Regions from separate parts of the Rattus norvegicus genome. Here region 2 is linked to region 1. Evidence: chromatin contacts called from public Hi-C data. All regions are on one chromosome and are shown on one strand. Each heading gives the region's core, a stretch centred on a gene start, on an enhancer-like site or on the middle of the called end of the contact. The rest is flanking DNA. Distances are from core to core; before and after follow the strand shown.

The links. A called contact is a pair of places that touch in the nucleus more often than the background predicts.
Region 2: a Hi-C map of the A7r5 cell line shows a contact between it and region 1, with 3 times the contacts expected there. The contact joins the promoter of Capn7 here to the enhancer-like site in region 1. A contact is called at or near these places in 4 of 12 Hi-C or Micro-C datasets (the A7r5 cell line, the Rat2 cell line, Schwann cells and 1 more).

Annotation. Positions count from the first base shown.
Region 1 is chr16:6,472,026-6,477,313 of GRCr8, forward strand. It overlaps Dnah1 (dynein, axonemal, heavy chain 1), which reads right to left. Exons shown (of 78, transcript NM_001033655.2): 50 at 4,951-5,086; 51 at 3,909-4,117; 52 at 3,524-3,695; 53 at 2,700-2,891; 54 at 2,250-2,360; 55 at 1,276-1,461; 56 at 820-1,011; 57 at 1-53. Among named protein-coding and RNA genes, the nearest start is that of Bap1, 22 kb to the left of the region's middle. Within about 2 kb of position 2,281, at least 4 of the 93 cell types and tissues checked have an H3K27ac peak or open chromatin away from gene starts, as enhancers often do. A contact at or near this core is called in the A7r5 cell line, where this site is marked.
Region 2 is chr16:6,549,145-6,554,432 of GRCr8, forward strand. Capn7 (calpain 7) reads left to right here and starts at 2,999. Exons shown (of 21, transcript NM_001030037.1): 1 at 2,999-3,253. The coding sequence starts at 3,152.

The DNA.
Region 1 (5,288 bases), core at 1,031-3,530:
TCGTTGTCGATGTATGGCTGGATGGCTTTGATAACTGCTTCCCCAATGTTGTCCTGAGGCAGAGACCACTCATCTCAGGACACTGCTTCCAAAGAGGGACAACTAAGATCCCCTCTCCCCATATCTCAGGGGCTGGAGAGCCTCTCACACTCATGCTCTGCCCCACCTGAACCAACCACTGTTGGTGATGGGCCTGGGAACCTATACTGTACTTTCAGAGGCCAGGGCTAAGTCATGCCCTGGAGAACAGAGCTCAGGCTGTGAGCCATCCTGGACTGGGTGCCTCTCTACGAAGGGTGTCTCTGGCCCTGCCCATGTAGGCCAGGCAAGTGGTATTCAGTGACTTTCTGGACTGGAGAGAGGCTCCCTGAAGGTTCTGGCCTCCTGGCTGACCTAACCATGGCACAGTCCAAGAGAACAGAGAGATACCCAGGGACTGAAAATCTCAACTGGATCCATGTACAGAGAACAGAGAGGCAGCGGAGGAAGCCGGTAAACCTCTTGGCTAGGATAAGAAGAATCTCCAAGTTGCAGAGCCTTGGAGTGACTGTGAGTGACATCATATAGGCACAGGGACCTGCCCTGGCAACAACTTCTGGTGGGGAAGGGGATGTCTCATCCCACATGACAGCTCCTCAGGTAGACTCTATGTCCAATGGCCCCAGACAGCTCTATGTCCCCCAGGGGCATGTGTGCTGCAACTGCTGGTGACGACAGAACAGAGCATAGCTCCTGCAGATAGGTGATGGGTACTTTGCCAGCTCCTACCCTTTTGCCGTGTCCTGACCACTGGCTGACCCATGTGCCTAGTGTGGTTACCTTGTCAAACTTGAAGAGGCTTTCAAGGAAGCGGCCTGGGTCTTGCAGCAGCCCCTTGCCGGGCTCCCAGTAGTCATCCACTTTGGAGCCTGGTTTCTCTCCGGGTACCTTCTTGGGCTTGATGCCCTTCATGATGCACACGGCCTCTATGACCAGCTTCACTCCCGGGGGTGGGCGCTGCATGGCACGCACCTATGGGTCATGCCAAGAGGTATAGAAGGGGAAGGTCCTACCAGCTCGGGCAAGGTGGGGCCCTGCCAACCAAGTCTTTACTGCCACAAGACCTAGGGTCCCAGGAAAGTGGGACAGACAGTGAGGATCTGGCCCTCGTTCTGCTGTCCCCTGTTGGTACACAGTCACCAAAGGATGTGCACAAGGTGGGCCTGGGGACACCATTAGGACCTGAGAGGACACAGAGAGGGACGCAGAGAGTGCGAGGTGACGCCCTCTACTCACCTCTGTCACATCATTCTTGTTGAGGTTTCGAAGGCTGGCCAGGGCTGCGTCCAGGGCCGGCAGGGCCTCATCCAGATCCTTCTGGGCGTCATCAGCAATAGCTTGGGCCTTGCTGGCCTTCTCGTTGGCCTTGATCTCCTCTGCCTGCACTGATTTCCGGGTCTCTTCAGCTATGGCTGTGTCCACCTGCAGTTGGGAGACAGGGCATCCAGTTAGTGGCCAGTGGCAAGGGCAGGAATACCAACCCCTCCCCACTTCTGAGGATGGGGATGTCCACCCTTTCCAAGGGCTTCTTTTTCTTTTCTTTTCTTTTCTTTTTTTTGGAGCTGGGGACCGAACCCAGGGCCTTGCGCTTGCTAGGCAAGCGCTCTACCACTGAGCTAAATCCCCAACCCCCTAAGGGCTTCTTAGTTGCAATAGGTTGCAGAGACCTGGGAAGTCTAGGAGCTTCTCCCACACATCTCCAAGGCCCACCACGGGCCTTAGGGGTTTCCAGGTTTGGGCAATCCAGTCCTACAGGCCCACATTGCCGTCTGTGCACAATGCCGAAGTGTACCTCCCCTTTCTTCAGGGAACGTTTTGTAATACTGACTCTGCAGGACCAAGCCTTGAATCCTGGCAGAAAGCTGTCATGCTAATGGTGGTCTGTGCTGGGAGGACCGAGCCCTCCATGTAAACCCTGATTCTGTGTGGCATCTGCATGTCTGTGTATGCCAGTTCTGCCGCTCAGTCTGAGCTGTGACATCATCAGTTCCCGGCCTCTTTGGATTCATCAGCCTTGCCCTTCATAAATGCCCAGCCAAAGGGGTGCCTGGCCTAACGTGGGGATAGTCCTGCCTAAGTATCTGCCAGGTAAACGAGAAACCGGTGAGGTGTGAAAGCCAGGGGCTCGCCCTTTGATGTTTGAGGTGTTGAGCATCCTCACACAGGACCAGAGAGGGAGCTGGGCTTAAGAGCTCTCGTGAGCACCCGACCTTGATCTGGTCCATAGTGAGCAAGGTGTCCTTGGCAGCTTCTTCCAGCAGGGGGCGCATAATCTCCAGCTCCTCCTGCATCTTGGCCACATCCTCCGAGGTGCGCAGAAGCTGAGTTTGGGAGCAGAGAAAACAAAACACGAAACGGTTGTTACAGGAACTAGAGAGGCGCCAGGCCTCAGGGTTCTGAGGAGAGGGTTCTGCTGAATCACCTCCACTCGGGTGCCCCTGGTTGCTCAGTGGTTTCTAGAGGAGGGGGCCTCCCTCCCTGAGAAGTTGGGGGTACCTGTTTGACTTTGCCCTTCACTGATAAGTTCTATTTTTTTTTCACTGAGAAGGAAGTCACCCTTTGCAGCGCCTCAAGGCTGGGGTGCCATGGCATCAAAGACTGCTGAAGCCCAGCACGGGTAGCTAGGCTAGCCACTGCCTTCCGGCCTTCCTCGGGCCTACCTTGTCAAGGCCACTCTTCATTCGGTGTTTGGCCGTCTTCAGTTCCATTTTCTTCTGTCCAATGAGGATGGAGAAAATATTGAGCAGCTCCAAATAGCTCTTGGGGGTCACGTAGTTGTGGCGGGCCAGCTCTGCCAGGTACTCGACACATTTCTTGGCCACGGACTGGTGGATATACACGCAAACGTGAATCTGTGAAGGCAGAGATCATGGACGCTTGCTGTGCTTCAGCAAAGACCAGGTACCAGGTACCCACAAGGCCACTGTGCCCTGGTCCCGAGGAAAGGGTCACAGCGCAACTGTACCTCAGATAAATGGTTTCCTAAGATCCTCATGACCTCCGGGCCTAGGTAACCTTTAATGTGGATGAAAAGCCCAAGGCCCATACTAGTCAAGAACAGACCTGGCCTTGACGATGGACCCAGGTGTCGTCCAGCCGTGGCCCTTGACTCAGCCCCATGAGCCGCCTCCCTCTGGAAGGCCTAAGATGGTGTCCCATCAGAGAGGCTGGGTCTAAGACAGGGAAACACTGGCTTCATCTTAGCTCTTGAACCTCAGAGGGCCAGCTTTCTAAGACTGAACTGACAAATCTGCCTGATCCTATCTGTAGTCTCTAAGGGGTGCTAGCTGTCTGTAGAACACTCCAGGTCACCATGTTACCTACGGCCTCGTTTCACACATTGTAGAACTGAGGCGTAACCAGGCAGCACCATCTCACCAACACTTTGCTGGCCGTGGTCGGCCTCAGTGACCCCGAGCCTCTATTAAGTGAGACATTTCTCCCCCCTGACCCCCAAGAGACTGCATCTCACCACGGTACCCACCAGTCCTTCAATTACTTCACTCGAACATTCCAGTTCTGGGATCTCATGCAGGAACCTGGTGGCCACAGATTGCAGGGCCTCTGCGGGCCACTCGTTAAACCAGTCAATGGTGCAGCAGTTGACAAGTGAGGGGAACTGCCTCAGGCGAGCACGGAAGACCTCTCCAATGGGACTGAGGGAGAAGGATCCCCATGAGGCCCAGCAACGCTGACTTAGGCACTCGGCACTCAGGGCCTGTCTAGAACCCCACATCAGAGTAGCCAGGCCAAACCAACCTAGTAGTCCTGTCTGAGTGGCATGGTGGCCAGGCCTGGGGCCACTTCACTTCAGAAGAACTCGCTCACATCCCTGAGGCCCCGTGTAGCTCGGTGACAGCTACACGTACCTCATGCACAGCACCATGTGGATGTTGTTACGCACACGCCCGGTATAGGCGGCCATGAGATTGGCTTTGGTCGGCTGCAGGCCCTGCTCCTGTATGTAGGGCCGCATGGTGTTGACGATCTGGTCTTGCTCATCTGCACTGTAGAGGTTGGGGATGTCACCTGAGTTCAGGATGTTGTTAATGTCCTCCAAGAAGGACTCGTTCTTGATCTGGAGAAGGACAAGGGGCAGGAGCTAAGCTTTTATGGACACCCCCACAGTCGCATCCCATGAATGATTTTGCCTGACCTTTGTAACAGCCCCATATAGAAACTAGGCCAAGGTCACGCCATTGACTTCATCATAGGTCCTGGCCTTCCACTCAGATCTGCCCCATAGTGGAGGCTGGGAGTATAACCTGCGGGGCTGTGGCAGGGCCCAGAGTCAGGGGTGGGATGGGGTGGAGTCTTCCTGATCCTTTTCTAGCTTTTCTTCAAGGCCTTATTTTACTTAAGGAAGAAACCATGGCCACCGACAGAGCCATCTGGCCTGTGTTGAGGGAAACCTCACTTTCTTGACTATATGAAAGGGCTGGACAGATCTAAGAGGGAAGGGACCTTGTCTAGGGTCGGGGCATGATCTTGGAGCCTTTGACCCACACAACCTGTACTGCCAGTCAGGTTTAAGTACTGTCCTGTTTGCCTTGTGGCCTCTCTCCTCAGAGACCTGGAAAGAGACGTTATGCCCCCTAATGCAGAGCTATGGGCTCCCTATTCCTCAGGAACACGTTTGTGGTCCTTAAGGTAGGAAGCCATTGAGCCATGAGTAGTGTGTTATAGCACCAAGGTGCTTTTTACTCTTGGAGCATGAGTAATGATCACTGCTTCCCCTTAGCCTTGAGAGACTGGCTTTGGTTCCTCTCTTGACCAGTCTAATCATAACCCCACCCACACCTAATGTATAGGGAGTTGAGCATATAGGACTGAGCACCCTACGGGATACTACTTGGGGGTGCTCTGTGGTGAGCCCACCCTGAGCCCTGCCCACTGCTGTGGTGGGTGCACCTGAGTGTCTGAGAACAGGAAGGTGATGGGCAGGTTCTGCATGCCAGCCTTGAGCAGAATCTTCTTGACATCTTCACGCCACTCAGACATGCCGTAGTTCTTGGACAGCTCAACCTGGAAGCACTCATATTCCGCCCTGGAGGTGGGAGTTTGAGTGAAGGCGTGTCAGAGGCCTGGAGCCAGGTGCTGCTGGGTGGTGGGTGCTCAGAGACCCCGCTAGCCACCTGGCATCTTGCTCCTATTGGACTTGTAGCTTCCCTAGGCCCTGCACCCATTCTCTCCGTTTCCTGACCTACGCCTACGATTCCTATAGCCTAGATTCCTGCCCCATCCACCAC
Region 2 (5,288 bases), core at 1,749-4,248, 78 kb after region 1:
CTCTAACAAGATTACACCTCGTTTAAAAGGGGGTGGTGGAGCGGATGAATCCAAAGCTATACTGTCTTTACTTTATAAGTAGCTGCCAATCCATTTTCAAGGAGATTATTCTAGTTTATATGTCCATCAACATGGAGTGACAATGGATTCTTGAGGGCCTCCTAACCCTGACATTAGCAACTACCTAAAGGTGCTGCCACCTTTTGGCTGGTGCCAGCTATTTGTGTCACCTTGCTTTAACACCCAGTGTCTGGCCAACAGTATTTACTGAATGAAGTAATAAATTAGCATTACTTGGCTGGGAACTTTAAAAGAAGCAGTAATGATGTGACTAACAAACCATATTGATGAAGTCCTTCCTATGACTATTTTTATATTTAAAAATCAACTTCATTTGGGGGAAATTTATAAGTAATAAATTGGATGATTTTAAATGTATAACTGAAAAATTTATATGCTCATATAACACTACATACTTTGAAAACTCTGTGATCCCTCCAAATCAATCTACCACAGTTTTAGGCAAGCACGGACATTCTCTGTTGTTAAATATTCATTTTGTTTTCCCTTGAGTTTTAGAAATATAGGGACAGAGAACATATTCTTTTGTCCTCGTCTTCTTTGTTCAGAATAATATTTTGCAGATTCATCATGTTGTAAGTAATGAATCCCATCTTTGCTGTTAAGACATATTTCATTGTGTAGATACTTCATGATTTGTTTATCCATGCACTTGTTTGTGGATATTTTAATTATTTTTAGTTTTTAGTCAGCAAGAATAAAGCTGCAGACATTTGTTGGCATGATTTTACCTTTCAAAAATATATTTTAAGGCATTATCTCATACACCATGGATAGGTATACTTATTAATTACAAGATAAATTTAAATATAAAGCTCCTATGAACATTGATGGCCTTTTTTGTGGAAAAACACTTTTTAAAAAATTGTTATGTTGGGCTGGAGAGATGACTCAGTAGTTAAGAGCGCAGACTGCTCTTCCAGAGGTCCTGAGTTCAATTCCCCGCAACCACATGGTGGCTCATAACCATCTATAATGGGATCTGGTGTGTCTGAAGACAGCTACAGTGTACTCCTATACAGAAAATAAATAAATTAAAAAATTGTTATGTTGAGATTTATATATGTGTATCAACATTTTGCTGAAATGTAGTCTGGTGTGTGACTGGTGTATCTTCGTGGAGATTAGAAGAGCCATTGAAACTGAAACTACAGAGGTTGTGAGCCACTAGGTGGGTGCTGGGAATCCCTCCCTGGTCCTGTGCAGGAATAAATGCTCTTAACCACTGAGCCACCTTTTTAAACCTAGAGAAAAAGTACTTTCCCTTAAAAGTACTTCCTACCTTCTAGGTAGATTCATGAACATACTTATTAAGCTTCATGAAACCTGGGAAATTGGTAGGTAAGGATCAGGCGTGTATGAATATAAACAAATGTTTCTCAACTGGTGAACAAAGAAACAAATGCGTAACTACTCATCTGCAAAACGATTTGTCTAAGTCTCATGATTCATTTGTGATGGGCCCATCTAAGACTAAACACTAAGAGCTCCTTTAGGGGATGATGGCATAGAACAAAAAGCCTTTTGGGGGCTTGATGTGAAGAAAATCCTATTGCTAGGGCTTAAGATTGTAAGAATGGAGGAAGGGGATGGCAGACAGTCATAGCTGGCACAAGCAAGGTGGCTGGTCTAGACACACATGACGTACAGGGAAGCTGACCACAGCCTCTTTAGCTGTACACTGACCAGTTTCAGTAGTAGCATCCACACCATTGTGACCTTGATAATGAATATTCTGAAACACCAGCATTAGCATCACCAAGGAGTCTTTCTAGAGCTTAAACACAGCTGAAACCGCTCTAGACTGAATCACAATCAACTCCTTTTTTGTCTGAGACAGAGTTTCTCTGTGTAGCCATGTTATCCTGTAATGAGCTCTGAAGACCAGGTTGGCCTCGAACTGAGAGATTTGCTTCTTCTGCCAAATGGTGCAGGCGAGCACCATAGTCAGGCTCACAATGAACTCTTAGCAAGATCTCCAGCTGATTTGTGTTGATGTTTGCATGGGGAAGCACTGCACTATAACAGACATATGCTTCCTGGGGTTGTTCAGGGGTTTTGCTGTGTAGATGGCACTGGCTGAATTCTCTTACCACAGCCTCCAGACTGCTGGCTTACAGGGATGTGTCAGCATATGCTGTGTTAATGTTTCTTTTGTGTGGAATCATACAGTGTATACTTTTGTCAAGACTTGCTACTTTGACACAGCATGGATTTTGAATCTCATCCAAATTCTGGTACTTCCCATCAGTTCATTTTCATCACTGCTGAATTCAAACGTTTAAGTGGATAAAAGAAAGCAACCAAACTGTCATTTATTATGTAATTACAACGTTCAACCTGCCCTAAGATACAAGTAAAAACACATCATCTGGTTTGTAGACAATTCAAACAATACCACACTTCAGGGTGCCATGGGGGTCCGTAGAAGGTCATGCTTTATTTAGTTTGTCAACTGAACATTACCAGAGCATCTCAAAAGCACCTCCTAGCCTCACTTCATATCTTTATTTTTAATTAAACTAGTTGGCGACGGGAGGTGCGTGATTGTTTCTTCCCGCCTATCCTTTTCACTTAGTGGACGAAGTACTCCATGACGCGCATGCTCCTTTCAAGCCATACCCTGATCCTCTCCAACAACCTCCTGGGCACTGGCACCTCCTTTCTAGCAGGCGGAAGCGAAAGCCCTCGGCTTCGACCTGGCACCTGCTTCCCCTCGTCCAATCCCACCGGACACTGTTCTGGCCCCGCCTACCTGCGGTCGCCTTGAGCCCCGCCCGCTCCGGAGGGAGCCCCCGCTGGGGTCGACTGCGCCTGCGCAGTGCGGCTGGTGGGCGGAGCGAGAACGCGAGAGGGGCGGCCGCCAGGGCTCCGAGCCCGGGCTGCTCAGAGCAAGCAGTCCTCCGGGCGGGTCTGAGGTAGTGGAGGCTCCATCTTCTCCTCCTCCGCCCTCAAAAGTAAACTTTGCCACTCTGCTCGCGGGGTCCTCAGTTCTCCTCGCAGTGCCTCCGGGCGGCGGGGGCCGGCGTCAGGGCCTGTCTGCCTCCCCGGGCGTGGGGCCTTGGGCGCCATGGACGCGTCGGCGCTGGAGCGGGACGCCGTGCAGTTCGCGCGGCTGGCAGTGCAGCGCGACCACGAAGGCCGCTACTCTGAGGCGGTGTTTTACTACAAGGTAAGGACCGGCACCGGTCTCGGGCCGCGTCACCGGATCAAGTGCTGGCGGAACCCGAGGCGGAGGGGCGAGGTCCTGCTCGGGTCGGCCGAGTCCAGCTTGTCAGGCCGCAGATGCCCGCCGCTCTGCTGCCTGTGGCTGCCAGAGGTGGGATGGGGAGTGAGTGGCCTGTTCGCTGTTTGCTGGCCTTGATGTGTGACCAACCGTGGGTGATCTGTCAGAATATGCCAATAGTGCGTGTTCGAGGTAGAAAAGAAAAAGTAAATTAGAAAAGAAATTCATCTTACTTTAGCATCCGATGTATGTATCCATGATTGTTTTTCTGAACGTATGTGTGTATACGCGGCTTTTAAATCCCAAAACCTCAATCATATCGCACTATTTTGACCCCTCACTTCTGCATTGTACCTAGATAACATCTGGTTGCTTGCATGCGCTACATTTACAACATGTTCTGTATTTGGTTGTGGCTTTCCAACATTGTAGTGGGGGCAGTTAATATCCTTAGGTCTTAAAAAACAAAACCTTTGTGATAACTTCTTTTGGATGATTGACTGGGAGCACAGTTGCTAAATCAAAGGGTATGCACTTTGGCCGTTCATCCTGTGCTCCCCAGTCCTGAAGGTTTGCAAACACACCCCTCCAGTTGTATCTTCATTATGTGGGCATCTTTTCCTTGATTATACAGAAGTAGTACATTTTTCCCTATGCTATCTGTAAAGAGTGGTTTGCTTTCCGCGAATATTTACTATTTTAAAACCTACCGTACATTTAGACACTTTGGTTTGTTTTAGGATCATTCCTTTTAAGTTTCCTAATTTTGATTTTACAATCCTACCTCCCTACCACACCCGTGCGCGTGTATCTGTGTGTGTGTCTGTGTGTGTCTGTCTGTCTCCTTGTCTCCCTCTCTCTCAGTGATCGTGATCTTGCTGTAGTGGAAGCTGTTTTTAAATTTATCTTCCCTTTGCCTTAGCCCTCCCAGTGCTGAGATTTACAGGAGTGTGCCACCATGCCTGACTACCAGGTGATAGTTCTTTAAAAGAAAATTCTGTTGTAGTTTTGTGACACAAAGTCAGCAAATACTGTCAAAATACTACCATATAGCCTAGTGTGGTGGCACCTGCTTATTTGCTTGTAGTCCCAGCTTTCAGTACAGTGAGGTAGGAAGAGGATCACTGAGTTCAGGCTGATTTGAGGTACATTGTACGACTTTGTCTCTAAAAAGTAATAAATAACTTTTTCTAAAATAAAAAAAAACACTATGCAACTTTTTTTTCCTTTAAGAAGTTGTCATTTAGGTATTAAAATTCATCTTTAAGGAAATTTTTTAAAAAGTGAGGAGGACATCATCTTCAGCACTGTGTAAAACCAGAAGTCAGGGGGACCAGCCAGTTTAGGACGTCTGAGACCCTGTTAGGAGGAGGAGATGAGAGAGTGAGGGGGCAGGGAGGAGGGGGTGAAGCTGGCTTGGTCTACTTTCCAATTTCCAAGCCAGCCAGGGTTACATACTGAAACCCTGTCTTTAATTTTTTCTTTTAAAAAGGGAGAGTAAAAAAGTAGGTGTATTTTTGCTCCTGATTCTGTTTTCACTTTTGAATATAAATAAAACAAGTAAAATAAAGTTGGTAACTATTTGACTTTTTTAAAAAAGTGAGGTGATTATTTGAAAATCAGTACTTATGTGTGAGGGGTAAAGTATACTCTGAACTAATATTTAATTTATGTGTAAGAGGTTCATTATAATGTATTTTTGGTATATGTAAGATTAGGTATTTATTGTTTGTGTGGAAAATTTTTTTTCTCCCTTGAAATATCTGCTTTATTGACCCCGAAGAAGTCATCTTTTCTACTCCAGCTGGCTGTTATGGTTGAATTTCTCATGGGGTCTAAACTGCATTTACTGATTTTATAGGACTCAGTTAAACAACTTCTGTTCAAAAACTGGCCTACAAAATGACGCTCAGTGGTAGCTGCTTTGGAAACAGCATGAGGCCTGTGAGGTGTAGCACACATTCAGCTCCTGCAGAGAGGG